Linked DNA regions of Rattus norvegicus: region 1 is linked to region 2. A link is a contact called in public Hi-C data. All regions are on one chromosome and are shown on one strand. Each heading gives the region's core, a stretch centred on a gene start, on an enhancer-like site or on the middle of the called end of the contact. The rest is flanking DNA. Distances are from core to core; before and after follow the strand shown. Region 1 has its middle 26 kb from the start of Mrps31. Region 2 overlaps Vdac3 (voltage-dependent anion channel 3).

Region 1 (6,333 bases), core at 2,385-4,884, 150 kb after region 2:
GGTAGTATCCTCATTTTAAAAACAAAAAAGAACTAACACACAGAAAAACCACACTCACTGATCCCGGAGGATGATAAGTAAGCAGATAAGCAGAGCTGGGCTTCAAACCCATCCCCGTCTGGCTCCAAACGGTGATCTTTTGATATTTCACCTGCCTCTCTCCCTCCTCCCCTCCCTCCTCCCTCCCTCCTTCCCCCCTCATCCCTCCCTCCTCCTTTCCCTCCTCCCACCTTTGGTTTGAAAAGCCAGAGAATTTTTCATCTAAAATGATGTGCAATCTCTCTCTCTCTCTCTCTCTCTCTCTCTCTCTCTCTCTCTCTCTCTCTCTCTCTCTCTCTCTGCAAATATATTCTTAATAATTTAGAACTGGGAATACTCCAAGTGCCAATCGGCCAGAGAAGAAGTAATTACTGTTTGCCCATACAATGGGATACAACGGAGCAATACAGTGATAGAAAGTAGTGAGCAAATAAAGTACTAACCCGTGCAGAGCATTTTCAAATGATCGTGCTAAGTGAAATACTCTGGAGACGAAAGACTATGAACTGCACAGATCCACTTTCGTGAAAGCTGAGAGAAGATGACACCAGTGTTTGGGTGACAAGCTTTGGATCGATCAGTGTGCACTGGAGCAGAAGTGTCTGTTACGATATCCGGTAGAGTATGTTTCACCGTCAATGAAAATGGTTCCGCCGTGGACTGTGGTGGTGATCTGAGGCAACTCCAAGGGAGAGAGATGGGACTAATCCTTGATGTCATTTACCCAGTTAAAGAGCACACGAAAAAACATGGCATTGAAAGAGAATGAGGAACTTTCGTCTTAATCTATCTTTTACAAGAGACTCGTGAGGAGGGGAAATCAATTTTTCAGGTCTTCTTGACTTGAATCAGAACACAAAGCCACAGTCAGGTGTTAGCCCCCGATGCCCATTTGCTTCAGCATTGTGTGTGTGTGTCCACATCTTATGCACATGCCCACACCTCTGGTGTAGGGGTACAGATGGGTTATGAAGCATAAAGACCTTGGTAACACCAAACCATGCAGTCATCTCAGCTTTGGTGAGCTGTCATCAATGCCGAGGTGGGCTTTGGTGGCGTAGGTGTCTTTGAGTCACTTCTGCCCCTCTAAGTAACCCCTCACCCATATTCCTGAAAATACAACTCATAAGTTCACCAAATTGGACTCTGATGGTCTCTGTGCTTCGGTCTATCTTGGGCTCCCAGCCTTCTCCCACTGGGTGAGTAGAGGGGTGTGTCGTACCTCTGCAGGGACAATCTTGTCACATAACAGGAGCAGCAGATTCTCATGCATGTATCCCTCTCTCTGCCACAGCGAGGCCTGTCTGTGCAGTCTTACACATATACTCCCAAGGCTCTAGTAGAGGCAGGTGTTTATGTGGAGATTCACATACATGTGTTTCCTCGCCCCATCATAGGTAGTCCTGTATGTGCAGTTTCACACACATGCATTTCCTATCCCTGCCATAATTAGAAAGCTGTGTGTAACTTTTCACACACACACATTTTTTCCTAGCTTTGTCGTAATTAGGATTATATGTGTAGATACACACACATACACACATACAATTTATAGCCCTGTTATAGTTAGGTGTGGTGATTTAAATGAAAAGACCCCTGTAAGCTCATATATTTGAGTATTTGGCTCCCAATTAGTGACCATGTTTGGGAGCCATTAGGAGGTGTGGCCTTGTTGGAGGGGCTGTGTCACTGGGTGGAGGGCACGCTGAGGCTTCAAAAGCCCACACCAGTCCAATCTCCCTCTCTTTCACAAACTCCATCATACCTAGGCCTAGGATGCCTTGGGGTAGTGTTGGGACATGGACTACATGTGAACAGGTATGCTCAGGTCACCACATAGCAGCTCTGGGAACCGGCAAATGCAATCAGGCATGACCAAGCTTGCCCTCTGGTGTCAGTGGGACACAGATTGGGTCCAAAGAGGTGGAACCAGGCAGCCCGTAGGCACCACTGGGACCCCACACATGTGAGACTCGGAGAGCTCAGGCCAGCACATGGTGGCTCTGGGACACAGCAGAACTGTGAACTGTGTGGCCAGGCCACCACTTGAAGGTCCCAGGACATGGCAGGCATGTGGACATGCCCAGGCCACAATGTCCCATTGCCCACGCAGGAAAATCACGCAAACAGGTACGCCCCAGGCTGCCGAGTGGTGGTTGTCGGACCTGGCAAGTGTGCAAATAGGTGTGCCCAGGCCAGGAGGTTGGTGGCACTGGAACATAGCAGGCACGACAGCAGGTGTGAACAGATGTTACCAGGCAAATAAGAGGCACGGCCAGGCTGATAAGTGCTGGCGCTGGGACAGGTTTGCAGGCAAACAGGCAACACTCCACCACCAAGTGACAAGCCTGCCGTATGGCTGCCCTGGGCTGTGAGGGAGTTTAGGCCACCATGTGGCAGCCCTGGGCGTGACTGTTGAACACTCCTTCCATTCCCCAGGACACGGTATGTGCATGAATAGGAGAGCTCAGGCCATCACACAATGGCGTAGGGACACAGTATGTGCATCAACAGGAGAGCTCAGGCCGTCACGCGATGGCGTAGGGACACAGTATGTGTATACCCTGCAGCTGCCTAGAGATGTGGCAGGTGAGAACAGGCACACCCAGGCCACCACTTGGCAGTCCTGGGATACGGTAGGTGTGCAGACGTGTGCGCCCAAGCCACTCCACGACAGTGCTGGGACACAGCAGAGGTGGAAGCCGCTGTGTCCCGCTGGCAGCACTGAGACTGTAGGTGTGCTTGGGTTGGTGGTTTGAGGCTCTGGGATACGATCATGTACAGACAGGTGAGCACAGGCTGTTACGTGTTGGCACTGGAACGTACAGGCACATGAACAGGCAAGCCCAGGTAGTGCTGGTTCCAGCACATACGTCTGATCAGGCACGTCCAGGCAGCCACATGGAGGCCCCGGAACACGGTAGGCATGCAAAAGAAGTGTGAGCAAACCGTAATGCCCTGGGAAATAGCAGGTGTGTGAGCAGGTATTCCCAGGCGGCCACGTGCTGGTGCCAGGACACAGAAATCACGCAAACTGGTGTGGCCAGGCAGCCATGTGGCCTTGCTGGTACATGTCATGCACACAAGCAGGCATGCTCAGGCCACTGCTTGGCATTGCTTGAACACAGCTGCATCCAAACAGGTGAGACCAGGCTGCATGGTTGGTGATGCTGGGATACGGTGAACATGTGTGAACAGGCATGTCCAGGCTGCCGTGTGGTGGCCCTGGGACACAGCAGGCGTCTGATAACCCTGGGCATGTAACTGTCATGCCCGGGATATGACATGATGATGGTGTGACCCTGGCAAGTGAGGACAGGCTTGCTGAAGCCACCACATGAAGGTACTAGGACATGGCAAACAGATGAATATGTGTACCCAGACCACCATGAGGTGGCGCTTGGATAAGGCACATTTGTGGCCATAATTCACCCATCCCCCACCGCCCACTGCCCACTGCCCACCTCTCTCCCCCCACCCCTCAGTTAACCAAGCTCAGAACAGGCATGTCTAGGCCACCCAATGGTAGTACAGGAACGTGACAGGCTTGTGACCAAGCATGCCTACTCTGCCATGTGTAGGCGCTGGAACAGTGCCACCGTGTGGCAGCTCTGGGAAATAGCATGTGCGCGAAATAGGCATGTCAAAATGCCGGAACACAGCATTCCCTAATCAAGACGCCAATTGCCATAGCAGGGTCTGAGTGCAAAGAGCCATGCCCAATCTTCCACATGGCAATCCAGGGACAAGGAAGGCCTTCAAACTGGTGTGACCAGGACACCACTTGGTGACTCTGGGATACGGCAGGCAGGCAAACGAGCATGCACAGACTTCCAAGTGCTGGCGTGGGGCAAGCGTCGAACAGGTCTGCCCGGGGCCACCATGTTCCAGGGCTGGGGCAAGGCAGGTGTGTGAGACAAGGCATGCGCGGCTCGCCAAGTGGCAGCTCAGCGAGGGCATGTGAATGAGCGCGCCCAGGTGGCCAAGTGGACGTCCTGTGCCACGGCAGGCGTTGTGAAATGGACAGGTTTCTAGTTAAGACAGTCTTGCGGTGAGCAAACAGGTGTTGGCGGGGAGAAGAGGAAGGACAAGCAGGTTCGCAGAGCGGAAGTTGAGCAAACAGGTGTTGGCGGGGAGAAGAGGAAGGACAAGCAGGTTCGCAGAGCGGAAGTCAGTCAGTGGAGCAGTGTTATCTCTGCTGTCCCAGGCCGGGACACTTTCTCACGGTTTCTTATTCCCATGTAACCAAATATTTCTCTAGTAAGCTTGCTGATCACAACTAATGCGAAACTTATTGTTTTCTTTTTCTTCTTCAACTGTGCTCTGGTTCTCCCCTGGTGGAGTTTTAAAAAAAAAAAAAGAATGTAATGTATTATTATTTTTTAAATTCTGATCATGGTTTCTCACACCCCCAACTCCTCCTAGATTCTCCCTGTTTTCTCACTAACCAAAGTTCACGGCCTTTCTTTCTTTCTTTCTTTCTTTCTTTCTTTCTTTCTTTTTTTTTTTTTTTTTCTTTTCTTTGGTTCTTTTTTTCGGAGCTGGGGACTGAACCCAGGGCCTTGCGCTTCCTAGGTAAGCGCTCTACCACTGAGCTAAATCCCCAGCCCCCTTCCCCCCTTTCTTTCCTTTTTCCTTAGTAGAAAACAAACAGCTATCTATCTAGATAAACAAATAAATAAGCAAAACAAAAAACCAAAAGAAAAAAAAAGAAAAAAGAAAAGAAAAAGCACAAAGAAACACATACAGACACGGAGACATATTCACACAGAGAGAAATATAAAACACACAACCAGAGAACATAATATAGAAGCAAAAGACCTAAAAGCCCAGACAAAGCAATATAAGACAAAAACAAATCCAGAAATCCCACTGTAGTCGTTTTATGTTGGCTGTCTATTGCTGGGCTTGGGGCTTAAGAGTGGTTTGTATGTCGGGTGAGCCCCCCCTGGAGAACACTTAAGCTGTCCTTTGTGGGGGGATATCAGCTGGAGAGAGCCTCTGGGTCAGGGATGGGAGCGTGTGTCTACTTCCCGCTCCGTGCTGGTGTAGCATCAGTCTCTGTGAGTTCATACATGCACCTATCTGTCCTGTTGCGCCTGGAAGGTCTTGTGGCCATGGTATCCTCCCTCCCTCTGGATCTTAAACTCTTTCTCTTTCCTCTTCCACAGTTTCCCCACAGCAGCCAACTGAGGCACTGGTCCATGAGCATGGCGGAATGTTATTGGGAGTCATTTTACTGCTACATATTTTTAAAGCACTATTTGGTTTTACCCTAGGTCCCTGGGTTACCTCGTCTCCAGTTGTCGCATTGGGCATGAGTTCTATCGCATGGAGTGGGCCTTAAATCCAATCAAATGTTGGTTGGTTAGCACGATAAGCACCTGGTGTTTACCCGTCTCCTTTGGTAGTGTGCAGAGTCACCTCCAGAACCAGGCACACCAGTCAGCAGGGGTGAAGAAGGTTCCAGATGGGTATCAGCTTGACTTCTCTGTGCTCAGTGAGTTATGTAGGTGTTGTCTCCAGCAGCAGGGACATCATTGTGTGTGTGTGTGTGTGTGTGTGTGTGTGTGTGTGTGTGTGTGTGTGTGAGAAACCATTTGCCTTGTCAATAGCCCAGATCATTTGAGGGTTTCCACGGGGTTTGTCCAACAACTCAATTAACCGTTACCCAGACTGGCACTGGAGGTTTCATTTGGTGACAAGAGATGCTGTGGGACTGTGACAAGGGAGACATGGTAGGTGTTCTCACACCTGCCACATCCCAGCTCTGCTGCCTGAGGTGGTGCTTTTACACCTGCTCACTCGCCTGCTCTGCCCCAATACAACCACAAGGCAATGTGGGCTCACCTGTTTACGTCTCTGCTATGCCCCTGCACCACCGCCTGGCCGAGAAGGCACGCCTGTTTGAACACCTGCCTTGTTGAAGCAGAGCCATGTGGTGTGTGGCCATACGTGTTCGCATGCCAGTGGTGTCCCAGGGCCTCCACACTGTGCCTCTGCACCACCTGTTGGCATGCTTGAATTGCCCTGGGTCAACCAGCGGCAGACTGAGCACACCTGTGTGCATGTGGTCCATGTCCAAGAGCCACCACATGGTGGGCTCTGCTTGTCTATTACCATGTGTGTCACGTCCTAAGATACCGACCACCTCATGGCATACATAGGCCATGAAACGAGCACCACGGTATGGCGGCACGAGCTAACCTGTTCACATGCTAGCCATGTCTGAGTGCTTCATGTGATGGCACAGACGTTCCTCCTCCCACGGCTGTCATGTTCCTGCCCTTTAAT
Region 2 (6,364 bases), core at 3,119-5,618:
GCACTGTATCTTTGTTCTGATTAGTTAATTATGTTACACAGTCAGTCCTTTCCTAAATAGAGCAGACTTTCTAATTTAGATTACTTTTGTAATCTACAAAATCATCTGTGCAGAAATGTTTCAAGGAGAAAGTTGATTAGCTGATTTTTGTCAAGACACTCACTGTCTTCAGGGTACTGTAATTTTCTTTTGGAGAATGGATCTCTTGTAGTCCAGGCGAGCCTCAGACTTTCTTTGAAGTTAACCTTGAACTCCTGACTTTGGTGCCCGTACGTTCCAAGTGGTGCAGAGATTACAGGAGTGTGCCACCGTGCCCAGCTGAGTTTTCAAGGTGCATCTATATTAGCACATATGGAATGGTATAGCTGACGAAGTTGTTTCTAGTAACGTCAGGTTATCTTATAGTCATTTCAGGAGAACAACAAGATTATTTTGTTACATTGGAACAATTTTCATCAGTAATTTTGGTTATTTAATCAGGATTTGGCTTGTTACATTTAATGTTTAAAGGTTTTGAGATGGTGTTCTCATTATGTCACCTAGGCTGACTGTAAACTTCTGGGCTTAAGGTTTTCTGCCTCAGCCTCCTGAGGAGCTGGGACGATAGGGGCTTGCCACCATAACCAGCTTCATTTATATTTTGATGAGAGAACTGAGGGCTGGGTTTGAGGGGAAGAGGGTTAAGGGGAGAAAGAAAGGTGGGAGGTAAAAGCTGGGAGTGGTGGTGTGCACCTCTAATCCCAATGCACTGGGGTGGGTGTGTGGAGTGGGAGACAGGGAGGTCTGAGTTCAAGGCTAACCTGATTTACAGAGGGAGCCAGGGCTAAACAGAGAAACCTTGTCTTGGAAAAAAAGAAAGAAAGAAAAGATGGGGGAGGTAATTTATTATATAATTTACTATCTGGCTTTCTTTAATGACTTTGTTATTAAAGGACGTGGGAAGGAGCCTTAGCATTGGTGTTTTGAGTTAAAGAATTAAAAATTAATTGTTAATTGACAAATTTTTGTTTTACAGTTGGCTGAAGGGTTGAAACTGACGGTTGATACCATATTTGTACCAAACACAGGGTAATTATCCAAACCCATTTTTTTCTGTAGGAGCAGGGAGAAAGGGGAGGTTGTTTTAGCAATGCTAGAATTCTTGTGTCTTTATCCTCAAGGCAGCATAACATGTACACTAAAAGGAAATTAAAACAGGCACATCTATGCCATTAGGAATTAGAAGGGCCTGAGACGCTAGTCATCTGTATCCTGAAGACGGATGAGACTGGCAAGAGTGTAATCTAAGAGTGTAAGAGAACGAACGGGGTGCTTGTTGTGCTGCCGTCTTGGTTTCTGAGCCTTGGAAGTCCTCAGGCTTAGTCTGTTTGCCCTTGTTTCATTTCTTATCTGCTTAACCTGCTCTCTGCAGTCCGAAGGCAGGGAGGCTAGATAAATGCACAGTGAAATTTGGTTGTAGCTGTGACAAGGGGTCTGTCCTCCCTGTCACATGCCTTAATTATGTTTAGAATAAATAATCTCTTAAAAGACTTGTAAGGCAAAACTAATTCTGAATGTTCAGCATTGCTATTAAAAATATATTGTGACCGGGTGTGTTGGTGCACGCCTTTAATCCCAGCACTATGAAGGCGGGCGGGCAGATCTCTGTAGTTCCAGGCCAGCCAGGGCTACAGTGAGAACCTGTCTAAAACAAGCAACAAACTTGTGCATTTCTCCTAACAGGTTAGTTATTCGTTTTGATGTAACATTTTAGCACTTGAAAATACTTGAAGATCATTTATTTCTCACGTGTCAACATATTATTAATTTGGCACTTAAATATCATACTACTTATGGAATATATATATATATATATATATATTTTTTTTTTTTTTTTGGTTCTTTTTTTCGGAGCTGGGGACTGAACCCAGGGCCTTGCGCTTCCTAGGCAAGCGCTCTACCACTGAGCTAAATCCCCAACCCCGACTTTATATTTTTTGACAAATGTTTGTATCTGTGGCGCTCTGTGTGGTGTTTGAATATGTGTATATATTGTATAATCAAGTAGGGTACGTATATCTGTCACCTCAAACATCATTTCTTTGAGTTGAAAGCAAATTTAAATCATTGCATTTGTTTTTTTTTTTTTTTTAAAGACTTATTTGTTTGTTTATTTATTATAAGTACACTGTAGCTGTTTTCAGACACAGATGCAGAGTGCATCAGATCTCATTACGGATGGTTGTGAGCCACCATGTGGTTGCTGGGATTTGAACTCAGGACCTCTGGAAAAGCAGTCAGTGCTCCTAACCACTGAGCCATCTCTCCAGCCCCTGCATTTGTTTTTGAGATGTGTACTTTATGTTGTACCTGCTGTGCAGCAGAGAGCAACAGAACGCTTTCCTCTCTAACAGTGTCTGTTGATATGCTCATTCATGCCTTACAGAGTCAATCATGAAATGCTCTGTTATTTTATATAATGACATACACATTTCTGTGTGTGTGTGTGTGTGTGTGTGTGTGTGTGTGTGTGTGTGTGTGTGTGAACTTTGTTTGTTGGTTTTTTGAGTAGAGTTTTTTTTGTGTAGCCCTGGCCTCTCCTGGAGCTCAGAGCTCCACCTCACTGTACCTCCTAGGATTAAAGTGCTGGGTTAAAGGCGTGTGTCTCTCAGTCCCCACTGACAGAGATGAATCCTAACAGTTGTGGAGCTAAGTCACTTGCAGCATTTTTTTTTCTTTTTTCTTTTTTTCGGAGCTGAGGACTGAACCCAGGGCAAGCGCTCTACCACTGAGCTAAATCCCCAACCCCTCACTTGTAGCCTTTTAACCACACATTATGCCATCTACTTTGGGGAGGGTCTGACTTTACACCTCACTGGAAATGTGAACTCATGGTTCTTATGTTGTTTGTTTTTACAGGAAGAAGAGTGGGAAATTAAAGGCCTCCTATAGACGGGATTGTTTTAGTGTGGGCAGTAACGTTGACATAGATTTTTCTGGACCGACCATCTATGGCTGGGCCGTGTTGGCCTTTGAAGGTTGGCTTGCTGGCTACCAGATGAGTTTTGACACAGCCAAATCCAAACTGTGTCAGAATAATTTTGCTCTTGGTTACAAGGCTGAAGACTTCCAACTGCATACTCATGTGTAAGTGTTCATTCTGTCTTTAGTGCCAGTGTCATTGCTCTGAGAGGTGGGGGTTTTTAATGCTAAGTTAAAAGCGATGTAATACTGTTTGGTGGGCGCCAGTTCTGCTGCACAGTCTCAGTCCTGCTGCACGGTCAGGAAGTCTGCACACGAGTGTGTCGGGCTGTGCTGCTGTTTGTTTCTGCTGTCAGCTCTCACCCCAAACCGTGGGATGTTTTAGCATCTGTAAACCACTGAGTGCAGACCCCACAGAGCATGTATATACTTACTTCACTGTTACTTTTGACTTCTTTTGACTGTATCTGGAAACATGTTTGGAACACTAAGAACAACCACCAAATAATTTGAGCGAACTAGAACTACTCTGGTAATTGTGTCTGGAGATTTTCATGTCTTTGGTTAGAGCCTCGTTAGTACCTCTGTTGCATCCAGAAGTAATAGGGATCGCAAGGTAATCCTGGGTTTCAGTGTTGGCTGAGTCATCCTCAACTTGTATTTACAATATAGTTAGGTTTCGGTGTTTTAAGACAAGATCTTATGTAGATCAGGCTGCCCTCAAACTCACGTTAGCCTTGACTGACCTTGAGCTGATCCTCTTGCCCACACTTTGCAGTGCTGAGGTCATAGGCAGGAGCGAGCTGTGTGTTCCTGAGGTATTGCTCTAATACCTCAGTACACTCAGTGTAGAAAGTGGTCTTCAAACACTGTTGTATGCGTCAAAGAGTCTAGACATTGTAAAGTGTTCTCACTCTGGGTGCACAGGAAGTAAAGCTAGTATTGTCTTTATTCCTCCGTTTATCTCTCTTTGCAGTATTTATGGACCTAGATCCTATGAGAGCGACTTAGAGGTTATAGTTTCTAAATTTTATGAAAGATACCTATAGATTACATATTTACCTGAGGTGCTTGCCGTTGAGCATAGTTGAATTCTGTCTTAAAAATTTTTATTACATTGAAGAGCCAAGCAAATCAGTCAGGAGCTCCTGTGCTTTAACTGGTTTCTTACATACTTTAGTTTTGTCTTGTGTAATAGTCATTTGTACTAGAAATTTGCTAGACTTCATAGTTGCAAAATCGCATTTGTTCCTACATCTTAGCAGTAAATGAATGAGTCTTACTTGTTTTTCATACCATGAAAACAGAAACGATGGCACTGAATTTGGAGGCTCCATCTACCAGAGAGTTAATGAGAAGATCGAAACATCAATAAACCTGGCATGGACAGCTGGCAGCAACAACACTCGTTTTGGCATCGCTGCTAAGTATAGGCTGGATTGTAGAACTTCTCTGTCTGTGAGTGCTGTCAGATTGGACCCTGCTTGTAAATGAGTGCTGTAGTACCGTCGTAGTTTGCATGCTCTTTATTAACCGCATGGCCTCACTGCTGCGGTGAAAAGGTCATTATATCTAAGGCAGGAAGTTTGGGTTCGAGTTCTGATTTCTCAGCTGCTGTGTGGCCTTGACCTCAATATATTCTTACGTGTAAATTCATGGGAGTAGATTACTATTTTTACTACTAGTAGTTTCTTAGAGTAGTAACACTAACAGAAATTGAGCCCTTAGGTGTAAGGCTTTACTTGTATTACCCCATGTAAGTCTCATAACTGTTTAGTGTGGTGAAAGGCAGTATCCTTCTTTCTGTTTCACAACCTGGAAACTAAGTCAGGGTCCTACTAAGCGGCAGTGTCAGACTAGGAATCCAGATCTGCCTTATGACACCTGAGGTCATGTTGTCATAAACTCTAACTGCTTCATCATTGTCCGAGGTTTAAACTGGCATCTTCAGGAATTTATTATAGGTCAGGCATGGTGCTCCATGCCTGTAATCCCAGCACTAGGGAGGCAGAGCCTGGCAGACCTCTATGTTTTCTCCAGGATAGTCAGGGCTCTGAAGAGAGTCTCTGTCTTAAAACAAGAAATTCATTTATAGAGATGTTTGGTAACACAGTGTGCTTGAAAAATCTTTCAAGAACGTTAAAGCATACATTTTTATTACCCACAATTCCCATCAGTCCTCTTGATCTTTTTATTTTTTCAGTGTTAATACTTCTAAGTTTGTCCGGTTACTTTTAGCTTTAGAAACCTTGTACATGAAGTAGTTTCTGCATTGAACTGGCACGTTGTGAACTTGTTTTCTAACTGCTGCTTCTTCATCTCTTAATCTTAGGCCAAAGTAAACAATGCCAGTTTAATTGGACTGGGTTATACGCAGAGTCTCCGACCGGGTAAGTAAAAGGCATTAGTTAGTGGAGGGCCAGGACAGAAAGTTCCGAAAAGAATAATCTTTGCCACCACTAAAATAATCACTATGGGTTAACTCAGGCTTTCTGTGATAGCTTTGCGTACTTTACAAAGTAGAAGAGAGCAGGTGCTTTTGTTATAAGTTTCTAACTGTGATTTCTAACTATAATGTAAATTTCTAATTAGTTGAGAACTATGATTAATCACTAGCTTTTGAACTTGGCTCATCCCTCATTATTCTAAATATTGAACTCCAAGTAGTCATCATGCATCAGTCAGCCTAGACAACTGGGCCATTTCAGTCTAGCTTACGCCTACCTGTACTCTATCCTATTCACTTAGATCCATTATTTCTAGAAAATTTAGGTCTGAGTATAGTACTAGGTACAAGTAATTATGGTGTTTTCTTCTCCTTAGGAGTCAAACTGACCCTGTCAGCTTTAGTGGATGGAAAGAACTTCAATGCAGGAGGCCACAAGGTTGGCTTGGGATTTGAACTGGAAGCTTAATGGGGTTTTGAGTAGAGTATCAATTGTCCCTGGAAATGAAGAGAAATGAACCCACTATGTTTTGGCCTTAAAATTCTGTGAAATTTCAAAAGTGAACTTTTTATTCTTCCAAAGAATTGTAATTCTTCCCACACCGAAGTCTAGAGATTACAGATCCATCCAGTGGGAGTTCCTTGAAGGCAATGCCTGGAAATTGTCATGTTTGTGCCACATTTCAGTTGAGTTCTGCAGAGTTAATTTAAATATGTTCCTCAGCAACAACGTAGTGTCACGTTAAAGGAAGTGATCTGCCCGGTCTGTACATCGAGTCCTGCATGTCCCAACTCCACTTTCCATGACCTTTTGTTACATCAGTCTCTGCTCTAGTGAGACCTTTGGTTTGCATCAGAGTAAAATAAACCCATCACATTTGGAACATAATTGTTTATCTGATTTATTAGTAGTGGTTGGTTGGTTTTCGAAAGTGGAGTTATTTCTAAAGTGGTGTG

Evidence for each region. Hi-C and Micro-C count contacts between places; a contact is called where the count stands out from the background.
Region 1: a Hi-C map of liver shows a contact between it and region 2, with 4 times the contacts expected there. The contact joins two enhancer-like sites. A contact is called at or near these places in 12 of 12 Hi-C or Micro-C datasets (the A7r5 cell line, the Rat2 cell line, Schwann cells and 7 more) and 1 of 1 datasets of contacts at active chromatin or transcription factors (oligodendrocytes).

The regions. Positions count from the first base shown.
Region 1 is chr16:76,294,622-76,300,954 of GRCr8, forward strand. No RefSeq gene overlaps it. Among named protein-coding and RNA genes, the nearest start is that of Mrps31, 26 kb to the right of the region's middle. Within about 2 kb of position 3,635, at least 33 of the 93 cell types and tissues checked have an H3K27ac peak or open chromatin away from gene starts, as enhancers often do. A contact at or near this core is called in liver, where this site is marked.
Region 2 is chr16:76,147,638-76,154,001 of GRCr8, forward strand. Vdac3 (voltage-dependent anion channel 3) reads left to right here. Exons shown (of 9, transcript NM_031355.2): 5 at 1,016-1,068; 6 at 2,899-3,126; 7 at 4,269-4,419; 8 at 5,294-5,351; 9 at 5,785-6,296. The coding sequence ends at 5,876. Among named protein-coding and RNA genes, the nearest start is that of Vdac3l1, 13 kb to the left of the region's middle. Within about 2 kb of position 4,369, at least 1 of the 93 cell types and tissues checked has an H3K27ac peak or open chromatin away from gene starts, as enhancers often do. A contact at or near this core is called in liver, where this site is marked.